Linked DNA regions of Mus musculus: region 2 is linked to region 1. A link is a contact called in public HiChIP or PLAC-seq data. All regions are on one chromosome and are shown on one strand. The core of a region is the stretch at or near the end of the contact, and the rest is flanking DNA. Distances in the headings are between cores, read along the strand shown. Region 1 overlaps Vapb (vesicle-associated membrane protein, associated protein B and C). Region 2 holds the start of Ctsz (cathepsin Z).

The links. HiChIP or PLAC-seq counts read pairs in DNA pulled down with a chosen protein or histone mark.
Region 2: a contact with region 1 is called in an H3K27ac HiChIP or PLAC-seq map of embryonic stem cells, with 4 times the contacts expected there. The contact joins the promoter of Ctsz here to the enhancer-like site in region 1. A contact is called at or near these places in 1 of 39 promoter capture datasets (liver), 1 of 484 Hi-C or Micro-C datasets (the G1E-ER4 cell line), 2 of 115 datasets of contacts at active chromatin or transcription factors (embryonic stem cells and pancreatic cancer cells) and 1 of 9 other capture datasets (adipose tissue).

What each region holds. Positions count from the first base shown.
Region 1 is chr2:173,754,669-173,761,987 of GRCm38.p6, forward strand. The region is part of intron 1 of Vapb (vesicle-associated membrane protein, associated protein B and C); the gene reads left to right. Among named protein-coding and RNA genes, the nearest start is that of Vapb, 21 kb to the left of the region's middle. Within about 2 kb of position 2,968, at least 5 of the 459 cell types and tissues checked have an H3K27ac peak or open chromatin away from gene starts, as enhancers often do. A contact at or near this core is called in embryonic stem cells, where this site is marked.
Region 2 is chr2:174,435,915-174,443,233 of GRCm38.p6, forward strand. Ctsz (cathepsin Z) reads right to left here and starts at 3,125. Exons shown (of 6, transcript NM_022325.5): 1 at 2,836-3,125; 2 at 2,251-2,414. The coding sequence starts at 2,984. It also overlaps the pseudogene Rpl30-ps5.

The DNA.
Region 1 (7,319 bases), core at 1,718-4,217:
CTCTGCCTGGCCCTCCTCTTCCAGCCTTGGGGTCCTCTGCCTGGCCCTCCTCTTCCAGTCTTGGGCCCTTGCCTGGCCCTCCTCTTCCAGCCTTGGGGTCCTCTGCCTGGCCCTCCTCTTCCAGCCTTGGGGTCCTCTGCCTGGCCCTCCTCTTCCAGCCTTGGGGTCCTCTGCCTGGCCCTCCTCTTCCAGCCTTGGGGTCCTCTACCTGGCCCTCCTCTTCCAGCCTTGGGGTCCTCTGCCTGGTCCTCCTCTTCTAGTCTTGGAGTCCTTGCCTGGCCCTTCTCTTCTAGTCTTGGGGTCCTCTGCCTGGCCCTCCTCTTCCAGCCTTGGGGTCCTCTGCCTGGCCCTCCTCTTCCAGCCTTTGGGTCCTCTACCTGGCCCTCTTCCAGCCTTGGGGTCCTCTGCCTGGCCCTCTTCCAGCTTTGGAGTCCTCTGCCTGGCCCTTCTCTTTCAGCCTTGGGTCCTCTGCCTGGCCCTCTTCCAGCCTTGGGGTCCTCTGCCTGGCCCTCCTCTTCCAACCTTGCTAAGCTGCTCTACTGCTCCTGGAACTTTTCTAAGTGCAAACCACCAGTGTGAGCAAGAGGCAGAATCATGTGATTTGTTGTTTCCATTGTAGTAAAACAAATATAGGCCTTGCAGTCAGGTAGGAGAAGCAGCAGGGCTTGATATTCAGTAAAAACAGACTGGTGGGATAAACATAAACAGCAGATTGGACTTTAGAAGGCCCGCGTCTCCTAATTCTAATATATTTTCCTATGTATAAAAGCTATTGTATTCAGACCTCAAGGACTGTATTTATTGTCCTGGCAATCTCCATCAAAGGTCTTTGCTTTTGCCCAAAGGCTCTCTGCAGGGTTGAAGTGAATGTGGCCGCTTATTGTTTGTAGGGTCATGGAGAGGGAAGGGTTTATGGGAGAGGAAACTGATGCAGCCTTTTGTGCAGTATGGAGCTGCAGCCAAGCTAATAACTTAAGCCCCTGTGTGGAAGGCTGAGACCCGGATTATTGCATGTCAGGGTGGTGTGTAACTTGTGTGGTAGTACATGCGGTGTGAATTTCAAAGGCTCAAAAACACACCAGGAGATAAATTACACAGGAAGGATGCATATTTATAAGCTAGGATTTCATGAGCTCTAGAAGAGGAAGAGAGACCAAACAGAGGGTCAGCCACTCTTCCCTGTGCACCTGCGCCTGTGTGCATTTGAAACAGAATCCACTGGACACGTGGATCCAGCATGCCCCGTGCTCCTCTTATAAAATACAGCTTTTCTATAGACGGTGGTGGCTTGTGGAGATTGTGCAGAAAAAGAAGCCCCCAACAAAGCAGCTGCCCACTGAAGCTCATTGTCTACCCTGGGGTCTGCCGATGGCTGGCAGGTGCTCACTGTCAGCCCAGGACCTTTTGCCCTCTCTGTAGTTGTGCCCTTTCCAGAACACTGCATGGTGGCATGGTGACTGTCACTTAAAATATGAGTTTGAGTTCCTGCCATGCCTTTCTGTGGATGCTGCTGCTGCTGCTGCTGCTGCTGCTGCTGCTGCTGCTTCTGCTGCTGCTGCTTCTTCTTCTTCTTCTTCTTCTTCTTCTTCTTCTTCTTCTTCTTCTTCTTCTTCTCCTTCTCCTTCTCCTTCTCCTTCTCCTTCTCCTTCTCCTTCTCCTTCTCCTTCTCCTTCTCCTCCTCCTCCTCCTCCTCCTCCTCCTCCTTCTTCTATTATTATTAATATTATTATTATTAATATTAATATTACTACTACTATTATCTACATCTAGATGTTCCATAGTTTATTGTATTCTCCTTCTGAAGGACTTTGTTTTGCCTCTGTGGTGGACATCGTTCTGGTGAGGCTGTTAACCCTTCATTTACAGTGTGGGAATGAAGAGAGAATGCCAGAAAGAATGCACCCAGCTGGGCTGAGGGTACAGCGCAGAGTTAGAGGCTGGTCTAGCGTGTGCGAGCCCCTCAGTTCAAGTTTGAATAGAATCACAAAAAGAAAAGGAAAAAATACTTGACTGTCCCTCAAAGTGGCTGCATAGACCATGTTCCACAGCACCAATGTAAGTCTGGTGGCCTTGTGTGTGCCCCACATTTGGTGCTCAGCGTTGGACTTTAGCCACACAAAGAAGAAGTGGTGACACTTTGTTGTGATTTCACCTTGTTTAGTGCGATGCCTGAAGCTCTTTTGTCTGTTTTTAAACCAGGTGGCATTTTCCTTGCTGTTGTTCAGGAGTTCTCCATATGTTCAGCAGATGACCCGTTATTGGGTGTATCTTTCACACCAGCCCTTCTGGTCTGTGGCTCTTGTCCCTCCGTCCTGTGGGCAATATTCCTCAGCAGGGCAGATGTTTCTATTTTTATTTATTTGATTTTTTTCAGTGCTGGGGATGGGTTTCTGGGGTTTCTTGAGTGTTAGGCACCCCTTCTTCAGAGCCCTGCCCAGCCCATAGGCTTTGAGTTCTGATGAAGTCCAGCTCATTACTGATTCTTCCTTGAATTCCACCTTGCTAGTTTCCCTAAGAAGTCACCTAAATCATTTAGATTCCCTTCCATGTTACCTTCAGGGAGTCTTACTTAGGATTGATTGATTTATTCATTGTGAAACAGGGTGTCACTATGTAGCCTTGGGTGGCTGGAACTTGCTGTGTAGACCAGACTGGACTTGAACTCACTCACAGAGATCTACTTGCCTCTACCTCCTGAGAGCTGGGAAAGAAGAGGTAGCCATCATGCCCAGACAAGGCAATCTTTACTTTCTAATAGGATTGAATTGCTGTGTTAAAAATGAAAAATGCTCTCTTTTCCTCTTCCATCATGTAGTCTTACCACTTATTAGGCAGAGTCTTAAAACAGACTTAATTCTGCAGATGAGAAAGGCCCAGGCTGAGCCCCAAGCCCCTGGACTTCTCACTGTGGCCTGTGTAGTTGCTGAATGTGAACATCGCTGTCTTGGGAAGTTGGTGTTTGGAGTCCCCAGCAGGAGGAGTTCCATGTTAATGATGCTCTCTGGGCAACAGTCACCAAAAGTGTTCAGTCCGTGGGAAGCTGGGGAAACACTCAGGTATTACCTGGATATTTCTTGATTGGTAAATTTATTTAGTCTTCTTATTTTGTTTTGTTCTGTTTGAGACAGGATCTTACTCTGTAGCCTGGAATTTCCTGGTGTGCATTGTGTGGCTCAGGCTGACCTTGAACTCACAGTCCTTCTACTTCAGCCTCTGGGATTACACATGCGGGTACTGGTTCCTGGCTTGAATCTCATTGTCTCTGGAGAGAACTTCAGCACCTGGAGCCTCCTCCCTTGAACTTTAAGATAGTGCTTTAAGTCTGAGCTTTTGTCCTGTGACCTGCAACTCAAGACCCGTCCTCCCCGTCGCCTTTTATAAATACACGTGTTTCTTTGTGTCTGTGATCTTTGCTTTCTTCGTCAGGTGGAATTCAGTCCTTTCTTAAGTAATTTAAAGAAGACAGGCAAGCGGCAGGGCCTGGGAGGCTGCGGGTGGTTTATGGCCTGCTTTCCTGGATCTGATCCCCCGAGAACAAGTGGGGTTCATGTTCTAGTAGTCAGTGCTGGGTTATGAGCATCCTATCGTCCTTAGTAAGTGCTTGCAGGTGCACACAGCTGTAACAAGGGGAAGGAGGAATCCATCCAGCCTGTTCCATAGGAGAAGAGAATGTTCACACACATCGGGAATCTACTCCAGGTTGGGGTTGCTGCTCTGTGCTCATTCTTGCTGGGAGATGTGGAGTTTCTAATTTCACACAGATATCTGGACCAAGGGATAGAGGACATGGAAGAAAGTAATTAAAGGATGAGATGTGCTCCCACTCTGGAGACACAAATCATTTTTTTCAATCTCTTAAAAGAAAAAAAAAACTTAACTTTTGAAGATTTCATTTGTAAAATTGACTGTATTTTATAAGCAATGTTTAAGTTCATTGGTGATAAATATGCATGTTTGTGGAATAAAATCCCATTTTTTACATAACGCTTTAATGGAAATGGCAGTTTTATGAAATGAAAGTGACTAGGAAAAATCTGAATGATGCTCATAAGCCTTCCCATCATTTTTATTGAGGTTTTTGTGTGTTCTAATTCATTAGTGCAGGGGAAAGGCAAGCACTAACACGGTTTATCTCCTGTAATTACTCAAATCGAATCTATTTTCAATAAAATTCTTGAAGTAAATTGCCCAGAGTGGGGCGAAGAGGATTGGCCTGCTTTTGCAAAATGCCTTGATTTTTACCCATGAGACTTTGCTGCTCTCCCAGTCATGTCTGCACTGCATATATTTCCAGCACAGCTCCCTCCAGAGGTCTACAGATGAGCACCAGACCCAAGGCGGGGTGCTCGGGGACAAATGCCACTCACTGCTACCAATATTGCTTGTCTTTTAATAATTTAGGCCATCTTTTATGTGATTCATGTAAATTGAAATACCATTTATATTGCCACATAATAGGCAGACCTGGGTAACTTGCCACAGCGTGCTCAGTCAGTGGAATCTAGCTTATGTTTATAGAATCCCAGAAGACGTTGGTGAAGCCTACAACTGGGCTCCCCACCCCAGCTTAATGGGGAGCCGAAGGAGAGACACTGGAAACTGTGGTGGGCATAGTAAGTGTTCTGTCTTCTCCATGGTGGGATGTCTGTATGCTGTGGTGGGTATGTTATATACCTGAACTAATAGTATGTCCGCACTTGAGGCTCAATGATCAGTCTGTATATTTTCCTATTTGTTTGTTTGTTTTTTGTAGACAGGGCTTATTTTTGTATTGTAGATTGGCTTAGAACTTGTCATGTACCAAAAGATGACATTCAACTTCTGATCTTCCTGCCTTCACCTTCCCAAATTCAGGATAATAGGCATGACACACTGTGCCCGGCCTTTTTTCCATAGGCCTATTGATGCTGGAGACGGGCCCTTTCATGAGTGACTCCCCCACCGCCCCGCCCCTGCCCCTAGAACTCCCTGAATACCCACATTTGCAGAGCAGGGTTTGCTGGTTTATGAAATTCATGCCTGTGAGTTGTACCCGTGCAGGCTTGTAGGGCTTACCACTGTCTTTGGCCCTAGAAAAGCAGAGCTGTTTTTAGCTCTCCTTTTTATAGCCTGTGCTTACTGAAGTGATCCCCACCTTAAGTAAAGGGGTATCAGCCTTCCTATCTTCCCATGAGTCAGCCTGCATGCAGTGCAGGTGGGATAGGGTAGAATTCCAGAGAGCTGCTATCCCACACACCCCTGGACTGTCTTAACACCTAGTGTCTCATTTCTCTCTGGAGGCCAAGAACTTGTTGCCTCCAGCATCCAGCTCCCCTTCCCTGTGGCTGTAAACCCTTTGGGCCAAGGCTAGCTGTCTCCCATGCTTTCCCAGTGGGGGGAGGGGTTGGTTTTCAGTGGAGTCAGTTCTGGATGTAGCTGCATTCCAGATCCTTCAGGAAGTCCTCTCTCCTGTCTTCAGCCTGGTTCCAAGAGGACCAGGGTCAGGGCTTCTTGAAAGATAGGTAGCAGGAGGAGACCTCTTCAGGTGTTTAGATGTCCATGGTGCTGTCCCTGATATGAGAAGAGCTTCTAGGTAAATGATTGTCAAATGCTAGCCATCTTGCCACATGTACTGCAGTGCATGCATGCATCCCTGCAGGCAGCGAAGTGCATCCCAGGGCAGTAGAGGAGGGGTTGATGGAATAGCAGGTACTATCACTGAGTTGCCACCTACCTTGGGTTCCTGTATGGACATGGCACCAGGCTTGCACTCTGAAGTTGCATGAGTATGAATGGTGACCACTGTGTGACAGAGCCAAGCTGAGTAGCCATGTTGGGAGTGCTCGTGTTTGGCACAGTGAGGTTGCAGTTTGTCTGGGCCTTCTTATGGATAAGATTGTCCATTAGCAAATGTGGGAATTGTCTTATGGTCAGATTGTCCCCTGTCATGGACATCTATCACATGTGGACAGCTCAGTGCTTTCTTGGAGCTGCACTGGGTGCTGTAGGCTTGATTTTGGACTCAAGCCCCATCCTCTCAGCCCAGCCGCCATTTGTGTTTAAGCTAAGCCTTTATTCAGTGGGTATTTCATACTTTGAGTACCTCAGAGGAAGCCAGCCTGAGGCACTCACTTTTCAGGAAGTAACCCTGAGTTACTTGGTGCATGTGTCTGGAGACCTTTACTGAGCCCAGACACAGGGCTGGGGACTGAGATGGACAAAGGATAACCCTGCCCTCAGGAGCTGAGAGTCACTGCAAGCGTTTTAGAGCGCGCTGTCGAGTGTCTGTTGGGTCTTCTGAGATGTGACAGGTGAGCTGGTAGATATTCTTTGTAACCACGGAAACAGGGCCCCCTTCCCTGCTTGCTTGTAACTGTGAAGGCAGGAGTGGAAAGCCTGCCTATAGGAAACAAAGATTTGCCACTCCTGTTGAAATAGGTAAACATGAAGTGGATATAGGCCTGGGGATGTGGCTCAGTGACTGGGTACATAAGCACAAGTCCCTGGGTTAGCTCCATAGCAACACACAGAGCCATCAGCACACACATGCATGCGCACATGACAAGAAAGAGAGGCCTCCCCCCAGTTGACCCTAAGAAGCCTAGTGATTAGGTGCTCACTTGCTCGGGTGTAGATTAGCTAGCAAGAAACAATTGTGTGGTCTGTACATTGCTACCAAGTCTAGATAGTTGGACAAGCACCTCCATGGTTAATGTTAGCTAGTTGGACAAGCACCTCCATGGTTAATGTTAGCTAGTTGGACAAGCACCTCCATGGTTAATGTTAGCTAGTTGGACAAGCACCTCCATGGTTAATGTTAGTTACCTGGTCACAGAGGAGAGCTTATTAACTTCTCCTTATACTTAATCTTCCATTGTTTGGTTTGGTTTAAGAAGCATGTTTTACTTTTTTAATTAAAAAAAAATCTAATAAAGTAGGAAATGAATAAGTAATAGTAATGAACAACAGCCTAGGGCCACGGAACGTGGCTCCATAGGGCCACGGAACGTGGCTCCAGGCTTCTTGGGAGCCTCAGTGCTTAGAGCTGCTAGCAGGGCTCTGAATGAAGTCGGCTGTCCTTACAGACACACTGGTAGGTGTAGGCGTTTTCCTGTCTACAGAATCCCACCCTCCCACAGTCCACCTGGCACCTGACACTCTGCTCTTAGTAGTCAAAGGCCCCCAGGCCTGGTCCTTTGTGCCGGACTCCACTGTGGTCCTTTGTGCAGTTCCTGCCGGACTCCACTGTGGTCCTTTGTGCAGTTCCTGCCGGACTCCACTGTGGTCCTTTGTGCAGTTCCTGCCGGATTCCACTGTGGCTCTGTAGAAGTGAGTGTTGG
Region 2 (7,319 bases), core at 1,875-4,374, 680 kb after region 1:
TCCTCAGGGGCAGGATGGGCTTGGTGAGTAAGATGACCTGAATGTCTGGGGCTGAAGGCCGCAGGAATGGAGGTCAGAGGGCAGCAGCACACGGACAGGAAAGTTAGGAAAAGGTCACTGCTGGGAACCCAGAACTCAGAAGTGTGGGGACTGGCGAAGCAAAGGTCCTAGGAAGGAGGCAGAGCCGGGTGTGGTACAGCGAGGGACTCGCTCCACCCCATCGTTAGGATGTTAGGAAGCCTGGTAGCCTGGCCTGAGGAGCTAAAAAACTCGACGTGAGGCAATGCGGAAGTGAGGCTGGTGAGGGCACAGAGGAGCACGTGGGCGGGGGATGGGGCTGGCTCCAGCTAACCCAACAGGAGCAACAGGGCAGTGAGAGACGGGTGGGACCAAGGGTCTCTTGGTCACCTATCAGAAGTGACTGGTCAAGGAGAGGCCGCTTGGATGCTTAACCGCATCAACCATTGGCAAACGCTTCATTAAAGAACCCACACGCCCCTTAACCCAGAGACGGGGAAAGGTATACTAGTCTCCTGCTCTGTCCCTGGCAAATGGCCAGGGCCCCACGGAAGTCCTCTCTGATGTCTACTCATCGAAAGAGGAAGCAAGGCTCTGACTGCTACTGACGAAGATGTCGGGGACTTAAGAAGAACGGAGCCGGGCGTGGTGGCGCACGCCTTTAATCCCAGCACTCGGGAGGCAGAGGCAGGCGGATTTCTGAGTTCAAGGCCAGCCTGGTCTACAAAGTGAGTTCCAGGACAGCCAGGGCTACACAGAGAAACCCTGTCTCGAAAAACCAAAAAAAAAAAAAAAAAAAAATGAAGAAGAAGAAGAAGAAGAAAAGAACGAAGCAGCCATTTTCCCCAAGGACACTGCCTTGTAGCAACTGGGAAGATACAACCTCGGTAGGGCCTAGTGCCCACCCAAGAGGGGTAGGCCCAACAGCCTCTGGCCATCTCTCCTGATCCTGCAATGTTCTACACCCTCCTCGTTTAACTCGATCCAGAGACCCAAGGATCTTTCCCACTCCATGTCACACTCACCCCACACTATGCTCTGCTGAGAGGGGCCTTTCGCTTCCCCAACAGCAGTCTGGCCACACCATTCCTAAGCGCCCCGGACTTTGCTCTACTCCTCTGCTATGGCTGCCCACTCCTTACCCCCTGCCTGCTTGGTAAGTACCTCTTGTCAGCCCACCTTCTTTCTTTCTTCCTCTTTCTGAAAAGTCAGCAGTATGCCCCAGCCCTCAGAGGTGGCTCTATGAGGGGCCACAGCTACATCTGCCCCTGGCTACTGCTGGGGTACAGACTGCCCTCAGACAGGAACCCCTCATCCTCAAAAGAGAGTCCAGGCTGATGGGCTGAACTGAAGCTGCCATCCATCTCACAACGCAGTCTCCCGACCTGAAAGAGGCTTCCTAGGCTGGGCACTGAGAGCCAACTGGCAGGCAAGACCTACATAAGCCCTACGGGCAAGAGCACTGCCATTTCAGTAATGAAATTTCATTTTCTTAATCCTCAACCTAGGCTCCACCTACAACAGACTTGGCCAAAAAGATACCCAATCAAGAGAGGACACTGGCTGAGTCCCACTCCCAGGCAGGAGACTCCCTTCCCCATTGGTTTCCAGGAACCACCTCTGGGGATGGCAAAGCTGAATCTCCATGCTACAGGTAGATTGGCACTCCCTGGCTCCTGCTTCCTCTACCAAGGAAGGGCACAGCAGCCCTCTGGGGCCTCTCTCTTCCTACTGAATGAACTTCTACTTGACTCTTGGGCGGCCAGGCTAAGGTTCGAAGAAGAGAGCTGGGGGGGCCATTTCGTACTGGGGAACATGTTCACCTCAAATGCCAGCTGCTACTGAGAAGCAGTTTCACTTCCACGCCCCACAAACCAACTGTGAACTCAGTGATTTTGCAACACCGGTCCCATGGTTCTCAATGGCTGAAGTCACAAGTTCTGAGGAAGGGAAGGTTCCTGGGAGCCACTTGTCACCAGATTCCAGCCCAAGCCTGTCCCACAGAGGCCCTAGTAGGCCCACAGGAGAGAACTCCAGAATGACACAGCCACCTCACTCTGGCTGAGGGGAAATCCAAGTCTGAATCATGGTACAGGGCCATGGGCCCCTGTAGCCCCGGGCTATGGCTATCATGGCTCACCTAAAGGTAGATTGGATGGTGAAGTGCAGCCACCCACCTGGCCAAGATACTGGCCCTGCCCTAGGCTTAGCATGGAGCGCCAGGCCACCTACCTGCCATGGCACTGGTGCTGCCGTGGGCCCAGCAGGAACCACAGTACTGTGGGATGTGCTGGTTCCTGGTGACGCTGGCATAGTTGACACCGTTCACATTTCTCCAGTCCCAATTCTTGGGGAGATCCGCTGGGGACAGGTACTCATGCGGCCGAGGATAAGTCCTGGGAGGACATCATGGCAATGGAAACCAACTCTGGAACGCATAGGGCCTCCCCTCTCCCTACCCCCACCAGGGCCACAAATCCAGTCATTTCTCCTGTTGGCCTTCTTCCCAAACTGTGGTCGGTTCAGAACTTGACCCAGAAGAGCCACCAGCAGAACCCAGGACTATTGGAAGCTGAATGTGACAGAGCATCTCCGAAATACGCTAATGCTCACTAACAAAGGCAGTAGAGGCGAGAACTGCCCAAACCAGCAAACCCCAGAGCTCCCCGGATGTGAAAATCATCCCAAAAGGAAGGGATGGGATTTGTGCTTCCCAGGCCTAATGAGGGAGGATGGGGCAAGGTCCCAAGTGTCAGGGGGTGCGCGCCTGGCCTAGAAGTTGACCCTTTTCCTCCCTAGGCACAGCCCCGCGCCCACCTGCGCCCCAGCAGAGCCAGCTGGTCCCCGCGAATGGGATGGTAGCAAGTCTGGCCCGAGCGGAAGTAGAGTCTGGCCCGTGCCGCACTCGCCAACAGCAACATCAGCAGCACCAGGGGCAGCTGCTGCACCGACCCCGACGACGCCATGCTCCTGCTCCGGGCCAATTCGGATCCTGGATCACGCGCAGCACCTTCGACCTCTTGACCCGACCCGCAGGCCCACGCGCTCGGGACGCCCCGCCCGGTCCTTTAGGAGGCGCCCAAGTTGGACACACCCCGAGGGCGGGGCCTTCCCCGCTGCTCCTGCCCCCGCCCCGCCCCGCTCGGCAGCCCCCAGGAGATAATCTGCCTCACTAGGAATCAAACAACCGGATCAGCAGAACCTGGGGTCACACAACCAGACCCCAGACCTGACAGTGCCACCAGCCATTGTGATAACACGGACTGACAGCAAAACTTAAGTTTACTATTCAGAGACCCAGGCATCCTGGAGCAGGGTAGGGCTCAGCAGGCTTCCATTGGCCCACTCAGCCCAGATTCTTTTGTTTCTCTGCTCTGGAGTGTGGTGCAGTGTCCCATTAGGTTAGGTCTCCCTAGGAGCGCACAGAGATATCCTGAGGCTGGAAGAAGGTGTGGGTCATACCCAGCATTGGACTCTAGCCTGGCTTTCTGAGCCCCTCCTCTCCACCCCCCAAGACCCAGGCTTTTCCTGAAGAGACAGCTCTCCTTCACAGAGAAGGATCCTTCCAGGATTACTCTTTTCTTTTTTCTTTTTTTTCTTTTTTTTCACTTGGCACATATATCGTGAGTCCCTGGGGTTCTGGAAAGGGTCCCTGCTAACCAGACTCTTCCAAGATGAGGAACTGAGAAAGAAGTGGGACCTGGCCAGCCTAGGTTTCGTAATGGGAGAATTTCCCCTTCCCCCTGTGCCCCGTGAGCTATTGTCAGCAGTCCCAGGCCACAAAGCTATCTCTTCTTCTGTAAGAAACATCCCCTGGTGTTTTATCTCAGGCTCTCTCCAGGTGGTGGGTGTGAGATTCCTGATGCGCGATGGCCAGTGGGGCTACAGCCATTCCTCTGTCTGTGGATAGGGGCAGTCAGAAATCATAATGGCTGTCTTGCTGCCTGCCTTTCCAGATCACCCAGGATTCCAACAAGACTCAAAAGCCTGCTGGATACCTCCTGTCAGAGAGCAGAACAAGACCTCAGAAGCAAACTTGGGGCTACCCTTAACAACGCAAGAGTTTTGTTCCCTGTTGCTATAAAGTAGTCACGGAGGCAAATGAACACTGGCATCTGTATGTTGAAATCTTTCATCCTGGGGGGTCATGGCAACCTCTCCCTTCTGCTGGGTGGTAAGTAGCCTGGTAGGAATGAGGGCCTCCCAAGGCCCAGGCAGAGACCTGAGTTCCCTAAGCCAGTTCTCCCCAGTAGTGACCATGCATTGACCTTAGAGCCCTTCGGTCCACTCTGGGGGAGTGTCGCCTCCCACGTGGGTTCCACATGGGCTCTCTCTCGCAGGAAGGGGACAATTGGTCTTGGCGATTCTATGGCATCCCACAGGCAAGGTCTAGTGAAGAGCACAATAGGGCAGCAGCGTTTATCGGGAGAGTGTGTACTCAGTGTGCTCACGGTCCCAAGTTCAATCCCTGGCACAGATAACGAGCAAATGAATGAGTGGAGTTTTAAAATTAACAAAATATACACTTTAAATAATGTGTCGTCTATGTGTGCCTATATGTTATATGTGTGCATGAGTCTGGGTGTCCTTGGAGGCCGGAAGAGCATACCCAGCACCATGGAACTGGAGTTAGAAGCTGCTGTGAGCCAATAGATGTGGGTGCTGAGAACAGAGCTCTGGCCCTCTGGAAGGGCAGTCTGTGTGCTCAACTTCTGAATTAGTTAATTAGCTAATTAATTAATTAAAATGAATGAAAGGAAGGAAAGAAGGAAGAAAGGAAGAGCTGAAAATATTTTGTGAGTAACAGAGGTTGTCGTCCCCCCCCCAGAAGCCAGCCAGGGGCGGCTTTTCTTCTTCTTCTTCTTCTTCTTCTTCTTCTTCTTCTTCTTCTTCTTCTTCTTCTTCTTCTTCTTCTTCTTCTTCTTCTTCTTCTTCTTCTTCTTCTTCTTTTTTTAAGGCTCTCTGGCAAAGTTTTATTAAAGGAAAACTTTCTTGTTTACTTCTCACCAGTCTGTTCTGGCGTGCTTCTAATAATATCAGAATCACCTGGGTCAATGATAGCCAGTGTGCATACGCTGTAGTATTTTCCACACGCTGTACCCAGTTCAATATTAGTGCCACTGTACTGATGGACACCAGTTTTAGCCAATATTCTAGCAGTTTTAGACATAGTATTCTAGTTCAGATTTCCTCAAAGCTGGGCAGCTGTTAGTGAGGACAGCCAACTTTGCGTTGCCTTGTCTGATCATCTTCAGAGTCTGTTTGTATCCCAGCACATACGTTCCACTTTTCATAACAAGCTGGAACCTAGAGTTGATCAACTCCAGAGACTTTTTCATCTTCTTTGCAGCCACCATCTTCATGCCTTAGGTACAGGACAACCCCCAACCAAAATCAGCCGATAAGATGGCCGGGGAAGGAAGATAGGCCAGGGTCTTCTTGATGGTGCAAAGTCCACTCACACATTCCAGGGCTTACAGTCTTCCTGGAGTCAGCAGACAGGAGGGCCCCAGACTGAACGCTCATGTCTCACGATGGTTTACAAGGGAGCTTACCATCTTCATCTGGCCATGTGGTGTTGACAACCCTGGGGTACTGTGAGCATGTTTGGGCATCATCACAGCAAACACTCAGACGCTATTTAGATATGATGGGCATGCCACGAGGGCATGTGACCTCCCCTCGCTGGCCCTGTCTCGTAGGTCCACGAGCTTAGGAGGCTTCACTTTTTCCCAGGCTCAGAAAATTGCATAGCAGGTGCGATGACCTTAGTGTCATCTGCGTGGCCCGCAGGAAGTCGTGAAGGCTAAAAGGCACCCGTCTGTCGTCTTGCTCTGTAAGCACTGTCACAAGGAAGCATTTATCTGATGAATCTCACTAAACGCTGCTTAAAGGAGTGGGGGAAGGGGTTACGATATTACGGGCTAGTGAGGTACACATTGTCCAAGATGGGTGAGCAGAAGCCCATTGGGCTTCCCTATCAGAGCATGGGAGGTGGCGAGAAGAGAGGTTGGTTAGAGAGAGGGGAAGGGGGCCCAAGATTTTTAAGCCAAGAAAGAAACGGGCCTATGACTCACTCTCTGTATGTTATTCCAGCCCCTTGTGATGGCAGCATAGCCGAGCTGCCAAGGGCTCTTCACATTGAAGTTTAGTGCTGCTGGAGTAATATTTAACCACCCTGCTCTAAAGACCCCACTGGCAACCCTGCTTTATAATTTTGTAAGTCCATGCTAAAGGGGCACCCTTCTCACGGGTCTTTTTTTTTTTTTTTTTTTTTTTTTTTTTTTTTTTTTTTTTTTTGATGTGTGTGTGTATTTGTGTGTGTGTCCTGTTGCAAATTCCAATATTTACTGCTGCTGTTCTTGAAGGACCTCAGTCCTAAGGGCTTCTCTGAAGGGCACATGGGTAAAGGTTGCTAGGACCCGGGAAGTGTAAATTATGTGGTCTATCTCTGCCCTGGTCCCATTCGTGCAGAAGGCTGAGTTCATCCCGGTGGCTGGCCCCCCCCCCCCCCCCGCAGCCGACTCAATGGCCTGGCAGCATGGAGCCACAGCCTGAAAGGTGTGTCCCCTTTTGACACCACGTCAGGTGTCGGGGAGGTCATTCTGGGCACAGTGACTCATCTCCTACTTTGGGCCTGGAAAGAAAGAGTCAGGGCAGGGCCCGCACCTTCCTGCCTTGCAGGCTCTGCTCACACACATGTCGTCGCTTCCAGCAGGTGTTTTATGAGCAGTCGTGTGTCTCTGCCACCCAGGCTTGGGGCAGTGAAGCAGGTGCTCGTGAGCTGGGCATGTTTCCGGAAACCACTACACGGTTCTCTGCCTGAGTAACTGGCAGCCCTGGGCTGTTCCCAGAGATAATGTGAGTCATCCCAGCTTGGCACCTTGCTGGAGCAGGCACCTTAGTCCTGCTTTGATTCTTCCTCCTGTCCTGCCCTGGGACGGGTAGATATTATTACCCCATTTTACATGTGGGAAGATGGCGCTTCCAGAAATGCCAGAACGTAGCATGAAGCTCCTGGGTGCAGATCTGAGCGTGAGGGCTTTTTTTTTTTTTTTAAATATTCCATAAAGTCTCCTGGCTAACACATGATCCAAGGCCACAGACACAAAAGACTATTCATTTCTAAAAATAAGGTTGATTTTTTCCCCCTCGTCCTATTAAAGGACAACATGCATATTTTTGATTTAGGCCAGGGTCAGCCCACCTTCCTAACCCAATGGGAGGGTGGACTGGAGTTGGTGCATGGTGGAGTGGCCTCAAGATCTTTTCTCTCTTCTTCCTTTGTGTGGTATTGTCTG